Regions from separate parts of the Mus musculus genome. Here region 2 is linked to region 1. The links are chromatin contacts, called in public promoter capture Hi-C maps. All regions are on one chromosome and are shown on one strand. The core of a region is the stretch at or near the end of the contact, and the rest is flanking DNA. Distances in the headings are between cores, read along the strand shown.

What was found. Promoter capture Hi-C pulls out the DNA fragments that hold promoters and counts their contacts.
Region 2: a contact with region 1 is called in a promoter capture Hi-C map of liver, with 2.7 times the contacts expected there. The contact joins the promoter of BC048507 here to the promoter of Zfp459 in region 1. A contact is called at or near these places in 17 of 39 promoter capture datasets (the 3T3-L1 cell line, 3T3-L1-derived adipocytes, the C10 cell line and 9 more), 1 of 484 Hi-C or Micro-C datasets (the C10 cell line), 5 of 115 datasets of contacts at active chromatin or transcription factors (all in embryonic stem cells) and 1 of 9 other capture datasets (pancreatic islet).

What each region holds. Positions count from the first base shown.
Region 1 is chr13:67,418,954-67,423,375 of GRCm38.p6, forward strand. It overlaps Zfp459 (zinc finger protein 459), which reads right to left and starts at 2,465. Exons shown (of 4, transcript NM_177811.4): 1 at 2,389-2,465. It overlaps Gm33787 (a long non-coding RNA gene), which reads left to right and starts at 2,490. Exons shown (of 2, transcript XR_382593.2): 1 at 2,490-2,546.
Region 2 is chr13:67,862,035-67,866,623 of GRCm38.p6, forward strand. BC048507 (cDNA sequence BC048507) reads left to right here and starts at 1,292. Exons shown (of 1, transcript NM_001001185.3): 1 at 1,292-1,889. The coding sequence starts at 1,472. The coding sequence ends at 1,741.

The DNA of each region.
Region 1 (4,422 bases), core at 1,215-3,714:
CCATGAAAAAAAATATGGGAGACCGCAATATACAGAATCTGCTTTGGAAACATGAATTGTGTAATTTTAATTTAAAAATAAATATATCATGCTAGGCTGTGTACATTAGATGTCTAGATGAATCTGTGGATTTGAAAAAGCCCATGTATTTTTCTGAGTCTGAAAGCACCAGTACATGGAGTGTATTCAGTAAAGCGTGGGGACTCGCACCCTGATCCATCTGACTTATTTTTACATAGATTATGGAAAGAGGAGAACAATAGAAAGGAGACTTAGAAAAAATTGGCATGGGACCAGACTCCTTTCACATAGTTACTACATAGGATACTACATAGGATAATGACTATGGAGGACACTATGAAAAATACTTTAATAACAAAATGGCAATGTAATAAGAATCTGCACTCCTCAGGTGTGCAGATGTGTTTGGCTCCTGTTCCAATCCTTTGTACTTTCTCTTCACGGCCTCTGATATAATCACACACGTTAGCAGGATCTGACTGTCATCACCCACCACAGCTCCCCTCAGAAGTTTCCAGACATGACTTGTCTAATACAGCAAGGTTCATGCATGAGTTGTAAAGACAAGAAACTCGTTCCCTCATACTAACATTAGGAAGCCTGGGAGGACAGAGGGATAACTACACACCAAGGGGACCTGGACGTAAACCTGTGCAAGAGGACGGCATCCCACACTAGTAGTTTGCTTTACTGGTTGCAGACGGCAGTACCTGTGTGAGGGGCCGTGGAGGACATGGGTTTGTTTCAGCTAACTGTAAGAAGCCTCTATAAGCAGCTAAGCCTCTGGGAAAGGGACACAGGAAGGTATCCCAGATGAAGATGCAGAAAAAGACACATGGACTAAACCACAGTAGCCTGCATCAGTCAAGAACTTCAGAAAGGTGATGGGGAAATGATGGAGTCTCTGCCTAGATATGGAAGGAGCCAACTGGAAGAATTCAAGCAAGACCAGAAGGAAGCATTCTCAGGTCATGGCAGAATCTAAAACTAACTATCCAAAAAGAGTGGACATTCACTGCAAATAGGCAGAATATTCAAGCAAGGGAAAGAGGAGAGTCCTTCCTCACACAGTAAATCCAAACAACTAATCACCCAAATGTACCATCTTTAACAAGAGCATGTTAGTGAAAACAAAGTTTGAATCCCACATGGATTGGGTCGGCAGAAGGGAAGCATGTGTACTTTGTAAGACACCAAAGTGTTGATTGCAGGGGTTTTCCACGGCTCTCACTGGAAGACATGGAATGAATCATAGAGAGTATTTCTCACGTCCATCAAGCATGATTAAATGTTTTCTGACACAGATTGAGGCAGCTTACATTGGCCTTGAATTTGCTATCAAGCAGGGGATGTCCAGAGGGTCCTGCCCCTCCCCCTCACAAATGCAGAGATAACAGGAATGTGCCTCACAGAAGGCTCAAGCTTCTTTTGATCACAGGCCTGTTTTCTCTAAATCACGTGAATACACACAGGTCTGTGAGCTCTTCCTCACCCTGCTGACCTGACACAAAAGCCTGGCCCCCTAAAACAAGGCCACGTGAGATTTTCCCCCTGATCATGGACTAGCTCAACAATTTAGCCCAGATGAAGACGTGGTGAGGCAAGCATTGTGGGCTAACCAAACATCCTGTCTTACCACCACCACCACCCCCAAATTACTCAACCCTAAATTAGGGATGGGGGACTTTTCAAAGGTTTGAGAAAAGCAGCCCGCAAGGTGAAACAGGCTTCAGCCTCCCTGGTTGGCACTCTGCTTTGTAGTCTTTCCCTCCATGTGTTGACTATGTGTGCTGTCTCAGCCCTAGTCAAAGCTTCTCTATAGCGGGTCCTTCTGGCAGATCTCCCTTCTGTGTTACAGAATTTCCCAACATGCCACCGGTTGCAAATCATATATATGTATTTAAATCATTCTTAATTCTTTAAATGGCAGAGAAAATGAATATAATCAAAACCATTACAATAGGCCGGCTACGGAGTGCCGGAGGAACCAGAAAACCCATTTACTGAGGAATCTCACAGCAGCCAGGTGAGAATGGGGCACCAGGTTAGTGTGCTTCCCAGCAGAGCAGGTATTACAGGAGCAGGTAGTCAGCTTACCACTATTAGCTTGCAATTCTTGCACTTGCACTATTATCCACTCCCCCGCTACCTACCTGCTCCGGTGTAGACTCGGGCTGCACGCAGTGTTCCAAAGAATCCTTCACAATCCCAAACACCCAGTCCCCTACCCTGCCCTGCAACCTCACCTGTCCCAGCCCGTTCAGCGCGGCAAGTCCATGCAGCTTCTTCCGCCCTCCCACCTAGCCTAGGTCCGCTCCCTCTGAGACGGAACCCAGCTCCCCAAGCTACGCTGCTCCCCCGACCAACCTCTAAGTCAGAGATGCTACAGGAATCTTCAGCATCACAGGACTCCAGTCCAACTTTCGGGAAGATTGACGAGTGTTGACCAAAAGCCGGGTGGGATTTGCTTGTGACGTCGGAGTCACGTGGGTACTGGATTGCGAGAAGAACTTCCTGGAGTCCAGGTAGGGCAACTTCTACTGTTCCTGGATTTCTTCTTGGAAACCTGCAGTAGAGTGTGGAAGGAAAATGCAGAGTTCCTATGACAACCACGGGGAGTCAGGATGGTTTTTGTAAAGAATACATGGCCTCAGAAGGCATTTTCCCCGATGCTGTAAGCTGCCCCTGCCCGCCTGCACAGAGGCTGCACTCGCGGTGCAGTTTACAGCATCGGGAAGAATGCCTTCTGAGGCCATGTGTTCTTTACAGTTTTCAACTCCACAGCCACAACAAGAGGTGTATGGATGTGAGTAGAGCCTTTCACAGAAATATTAGGCTTACAAGTCCTTTCTGGTCCACGTGTTCTGATTTTAATCTTACTACCCCCGGAAAAACATCATGTTGACTCAGTTGTACTTTAAAAAAATAATGAAGCACTACGCTGATGTAGAGATGAAAATTATCTTTTAAAAAGGGATTTTCAACTCAGCCTTGGTGTGCCTGATTACGCTCCTAGCTTCTCAGAGGTTACTGACAAATGGATCCAAGGCTGTAATGGACAATTTAAGTACACCTTCTTTCTAAATAAGAGGAAAACGTAAATACAAAACAAAACTTAGACAGATACGTGGTAAAGCAGTTTGGTGTAGTCCGACTATCAGTCAAAGTAGGTACCTTGAATGAGAGTCTGGGAACCGCCAAAACAAAAGTTCTGATCCAGGCTCAACTTTATTGCAAAGCAGCAGACTTACAAAGGCACAGAAGCGATCAATAGCCAATAGCTGCTCCAGTCAGGGTGTGTTATAACAAGGCTCTCACTCATCCATGCATGCTTTATGATTGGTTTTAGCTTCTACAGATGTCCACATACTTATTAACCACAGTGGGTTCATGCAGGCAATGGCAGTGACATATCTGGCCAATGCTGTTTCACTGTAGACATCACTATACCTGGCTCTGACTATCTTGTGGCTATCACTTCTCCCTCATGGATCCTTGAGGTTTGGCACTAGGGGTGTGATGTCGGTGTCCCACTTAGGTCAGTGCATCCACAGGGTATATTCCTTGCACTTTCAGGAAATGTGAGCTTGTGTGTTATTCTCCATCTACCACACAATTCATATTTTCTGACAGATTTTGAGAGGTGCCTGGATCTCTGGGTAGAAAACTATAACCTTCCCTCAGCCTGAAGCTGGCTGAGCCAGAACTTGACCTTGCTGCCACTAGGGAGATTACCTAGGGTGGAGCCTTCCTCCCTAGATCACTCTATTGTTCAGCCAGTGTCTCTGTTCCTCTTCAAGATACTGCTACCTGCTGAGAGGCCCCGGAGCTATTCCGGAGACTATGCCCTATCCTGCACATCATCACCACCTGTTATTAGATACAGCCTGTGGGATGCTCTTTAAATACAATTAGAAGATGACTGGTTACTCCAATAATATCAGGCCACCATTGCAACAGGAGGCTCATCTTCCTTACTATACTCCAAGGTTCATAGCTGAGTAAGAATGTTTATTATTTTACACCCATGATAGCATACATGGTTCCATGGTGATGCCAAGTGTGCTGAAGGAGATGGTTGACAAAGTGCAGTGCTTGGTCAAGCCGGAAGACCCCCCCACTGCCCTCGATGGAAATTTGCTTAACACCTTTTGCTATTCTTATATTTCTCACTGTTAAAGGGTCTCTCTCCAAAGGCTAGAGCTGCGATAATAAAAAGCTGGTGTAAACAAGAAGGAAATTAGTGGTCACTCCCTAGGAAAGAACAGTTATGCAGAAAATTGAGTCTTTCTTAAGAATGTATTATTCACACACACATTTAGATCACTAATGAGTATTGTTAGGAAGTTTGAGTCAGAGAATTTGACAAAAAATATTAAAGAAGTGAAACTTAGGGAAATC
Region 2 (4,589 bases), core at 42-2,541, 440 kb after region 1:
AAAAGGGGCCCAGAATGGGGAAGAGATTTGTTATTTCTGTCTGTCCTCTTCCTCTTCCTCCTCCTCTCCCTCCTCCTCCTCTTCCTCTTCTTCCTCCTCTTCCTCCTCCTCTCCTCCTCCTCCTCTTTGTTTTTGGTTTGTTTGTTTTGTTCTGTTTTGTTTCTGTTGACATAGGTTTTCTCTGTAGCCCCAGCTGTCCTAAAACTGGCTCTGTAGACCCGGCTGGCCTTGAACTCACAGAGATCCATCCACCTGCCTCTGCCTCCCAAGTACTGTGATTAGTTGAATGGGCTGCCAAAGCCAGGAAGATTGCTCTTTTCTGCTAATCAGTGGCCCCATTTACTGCTGAGAAATGATAAGAACTAAGAGCTTATAGTAGTTATAAAGTTGGGGGTATCAGGCATGAGTCACTTGCAAAGGCTCGGAAATTTTTCTTGCATATCTGTGGGTAAATCTTGCTCTCTTAACCTTGTCTGGGAACTTGCAATTAACCAGAAGCTTCAAATAAGTAAAATGGGGGGAAAAATGGTAACGTAGGTACATCCAATTCAAATTGAAATATGATCTGAATCTTTATATAATTTCATGTATTAGCCAGGGCTGTGGGCAGTGTGCGGATTTTTCTGTTGCGGGTGGTTTGAGAATGTTTTCAGCTGATGCACAGTGCCATCTTCAGGTCTGTGAACACAGCTGCGAACATGTCAGCAAGGTATGACAGCAAATGTTATGGGTTAATTGAATCTTTCAGGAATATGAACACAGAGCTCCGGCGTGTGCCCGTATTTGGAAACAGGAGCATCACAGGTATAACTAATTAAGATGAAGCCATTAGAGGTTCATCAGGTCCCGCGTGTTTAAATCAGTCTTTCTGAAGTTTCTTAGGGAAATACGCTCATTTTTCCCCCTCGTGAAATAGACACAGTGCGCCGGGCGTGGTGGCGCACGCCTTTAATCCCAGGACTCGGGAGTCTGAGTTAGAGGCTAGCCTGGTCTACAAAGTGAGTTCCAGGACAGCCAAGGATATACAGAGAAACCCCGTCTCGAAAAACCAAAAAAAAAAAAAAAAAAAAGTTTTGATTTTATTGGAGAGTAGGCCGGTTCATTTAAAATATTTCCCTCAAGCAACAGCAGTGTCTGCTGCTTCCACTGCATTTCCTCACACATGTGAATTTCTGATTCATGAAAAGCCAGGTCTCCAGGGTTCGGCTCCCCACCTCAGAGGGTCAGCGGGTAATTGTGCAGTCACAATGAGGCGGTTTCTTGCTTTTTGTGACAAAATAAACCACCTACCAAATGGCTCCTGAAGGGGTAAAGAAAAGGTAGCAAACGCATACAGTTAAATATTTAGCTAAGAGATGCGCCACGGCTTCGGCTTCAGCAGGGACCGGCTGTCTGCTGCTGCTGCTTGAGCACCGCCAGCATCTTCCCTAGGGGCACGCAGCGGCCGATTGGCCCCTGCTCCGCGGTAACCATGTGCGATCGGAAGGCAGTGATAAAAACTGTAGACATGTCGGAAGAGATGCAGCAGGACTCGGTGAGGTGTGCTATCCAGGCGCTGGAGAAGTACAGCACAGAGAAGGATATTGCGGCCCATATCAAGAAGGAGTTTGACAAGAAGTACAACCCCACCTGGCACTGCATTGTGGGCCGGAACTTCGGTAGTTACGTGACGTACGAAACCAAACACTTCGTCTACTTCTACCTGGGTCAGGTGGCCATTCTTCTCTTCAAATCTGGGTAAAAGCGTGGACTGACTGCATCCTAAATGTCAAATACCAGAGTCCGGATCTTCAGCCTTGTTAAGGGAACGCCTCGTCTGAACCTGTTGTGTTCTGTAGAGGGCCTCATTCTCTGTACAAGTTTGTGGTTATAAAATTAGTGAAACAGCTTACATTTGTATTTATTTTCTAGCCCATACTTCTGTACCCTAGTTTTTTCTCCCTTAGGTCATTCCTTTAAAAATAAATCTGGTGGAGATGCCATAAAAAAAAGAAAAAAAAAAAAAAAAGAAAAATCTTAACACGGTTGCGCATGGGAGGTGGGTGTGGCGGGGGGCGGCGGGGGGGGGGGGAGATTAAGTTCAAGAAAACAGACCAGCCCTGTTTTCCTTCCTTTTATTTATGAGTTTTGACCTTGAATAACAACTGTTGGCCTTGGAGCTATGTTTTCTCTATAAGAAATATGCATTTGTCTTTCAAATCTTTTAGGATGGTTATAAAGAGATTGAATGTAAATCCAGTGTTGTTTGTTGAAGTCTATCATAACACATGCTAATGAGATCACTCATGCCCACCGAGATAGCGTCACTGCCTGTTCAGGCCACAAGATACTTCTTATGACAAGACACTTGAGGTATCTCCATTTCAAAATATTATTAACAGGGCTGGAGAGATGGCTCGGAGCTTAAGAGCACTGGCTGCTCTTCCAGAGGTCCAGAGTTCAATTCCCAGTATCCATATGGTGGCTCAGAGTGGCTCATAAGCATCTATAGTGAGAATTGGTGCCCTCTTCTGGCCTGCTAGCATACATGCAGGAAGAATGCTGACTACACGATAAATAAATAAATAAATAATCTTTAAAAATATTATTGGCAATTTAAAATATCTTCTAGTGTGTCTTTCTTTACCCCTCCCTCCCTCCCTCCCTCCCTCCCTCCCTCCCTCCCTCCCTCCCTCCCTCCCTCACTCCCTCCCTCCCTCCCTCCCTCCCTTTTTAAAGCTGAAAGGGAGAGATTTAATATGGCCACACTGGGAAGAGGAGCAAAGAAAACTGTCTTCCCTAAGTCCATAATTGGGGATCCTAAGGTGAGGATTTCATCAATGGATGAAAGCCCCTGTAACCCTGGGAGCCACTGTCACCTACTGTATTGTCTGAGTGGCATTGTTTCTGTACTGAGAGCTAGAATGGCATCTTTCATATTTATTTCCTGTTTATACCTTGTGCCCGTTATACCTTTACCACAACCAAAGTTTTGTTCTTGTGGATTCATCCATTCTCTGTGGTTTTAATGAGCTCCGTGTTAATGAGGTCTCACAGTCAAAACAACCATGCAAAGCTTTGAACAGAGAGGAGTAATGGAAAATAATTAGGATCTATTTTAGGTCCCTGGTCTGTCAGTGTCAGCAGGAAGAGAGGGAACAGACTCTGTGTAATGAGCAGAGGACATAGCTCAGCAGGGAGCCGTCTTAATGAATTTACCCAAGCTAATCTGGAAAGGCTGGACAAAGAACAAACTTAGACTCCTGTGTGTTTAACCACTGAGCCTGTTTTATTCGAAGCTTGGTTTTCAGGCTTTAGAAACCGTAGTCTGTATGAAGAAAGTATATACACTCAACGTTGGGGCTTTTCAAAAAAAATTATGAGATCATTTGTTTCATAAACTTAGTTTTCCACTTAATCAAAATCTAAATGTTGATGCTACAAATGGAACATTTCAATAAAACAGGGAAGGAATGCTGTAAATGGGTATTTGAGGTGTGTGTGTGTGGGGGGGGTGGCGTAGCAACAGCTTTCTTCTCCTCCCTCTTGATTAAAAAAAAAAAATCCAATGTGGTCAAGTTTACTCACTCTCACGGTTTCCTGGACTTTAGTTATGTAATGTTATAGCTGATAGCCTTAGATTTTTTTTTTTTTTTTTTTTTTGTGGATAGCATGATGTTGGAATGACCAAGTGTGACCTTTACCACAAGTAAGCTTCTATGGGAGAGGATAGTCTATGACATGTCTCCTCCCCAGCTCTGGTAGGGAACTTTGTTATCTCCAATTCTCCATCTCCCAGAGGCCCTAGTTTGCCTTTCAGCTGACAAAACCCAAGTCTGACCACTGATAAACCACAGGGCTTTCAAAGCTTTGTTTCTTCAAATGTGTGTGTTGCTTCGAAGGAAAAAATGGAATTAAGAATCTCAATTCTTTGACAAATCTTTAAAGTTACTTAATATAAATGTGTACTGGTGTCTATACGAAGTAAATAGGCTGCTTACGTTCATGCTCAGCTAAAAGATCAGCAATAAGTACTTATTTCTAAAATAATACCTTACTACTCTTCAAAAATATTTAGTCAATTACTATTTGAAATACTATTTTAAACATAGATTTCCATAATAGAGCCAGTTCTGGAAATGGCTCAGTCGTTTCTCTGGCATGACTAAGCAGTCTTGTGATTGATTACAAGTTGGGGCTTATCCCAAACAAGAGTCTCCTTTTTAAATGTGACAGTTTTATCTCTGTTAAGGATGCTTCTGGGTAGAATCAACCAGAACACTTCAGGGTTGGGACACATATAGGAATCTTTCTTTCACATACAGACAAATCTCAGGGATTTCATTGGGTGAAGAAAATTCTAACCTTCCACGTTGTGTGTTCGTGTCCTGACGGAGACAGCTGTAGAGGTGAAAGAAAATTTCCTGGCCAAATCATAAGCATCATGGACATAGCAGATACATAGCAAATCCCAAGAAAGACTGCGTCCTTCTCAGGCAGCCCTGCAGCGTGTGCTGGGTACCAATTCTTTTCTTGTAAATAAATCATTACTTCTTTGAGCATTTAATACAATGTGTTTTGATCAGGTTCACTTTCTCTCTCCCCCCACC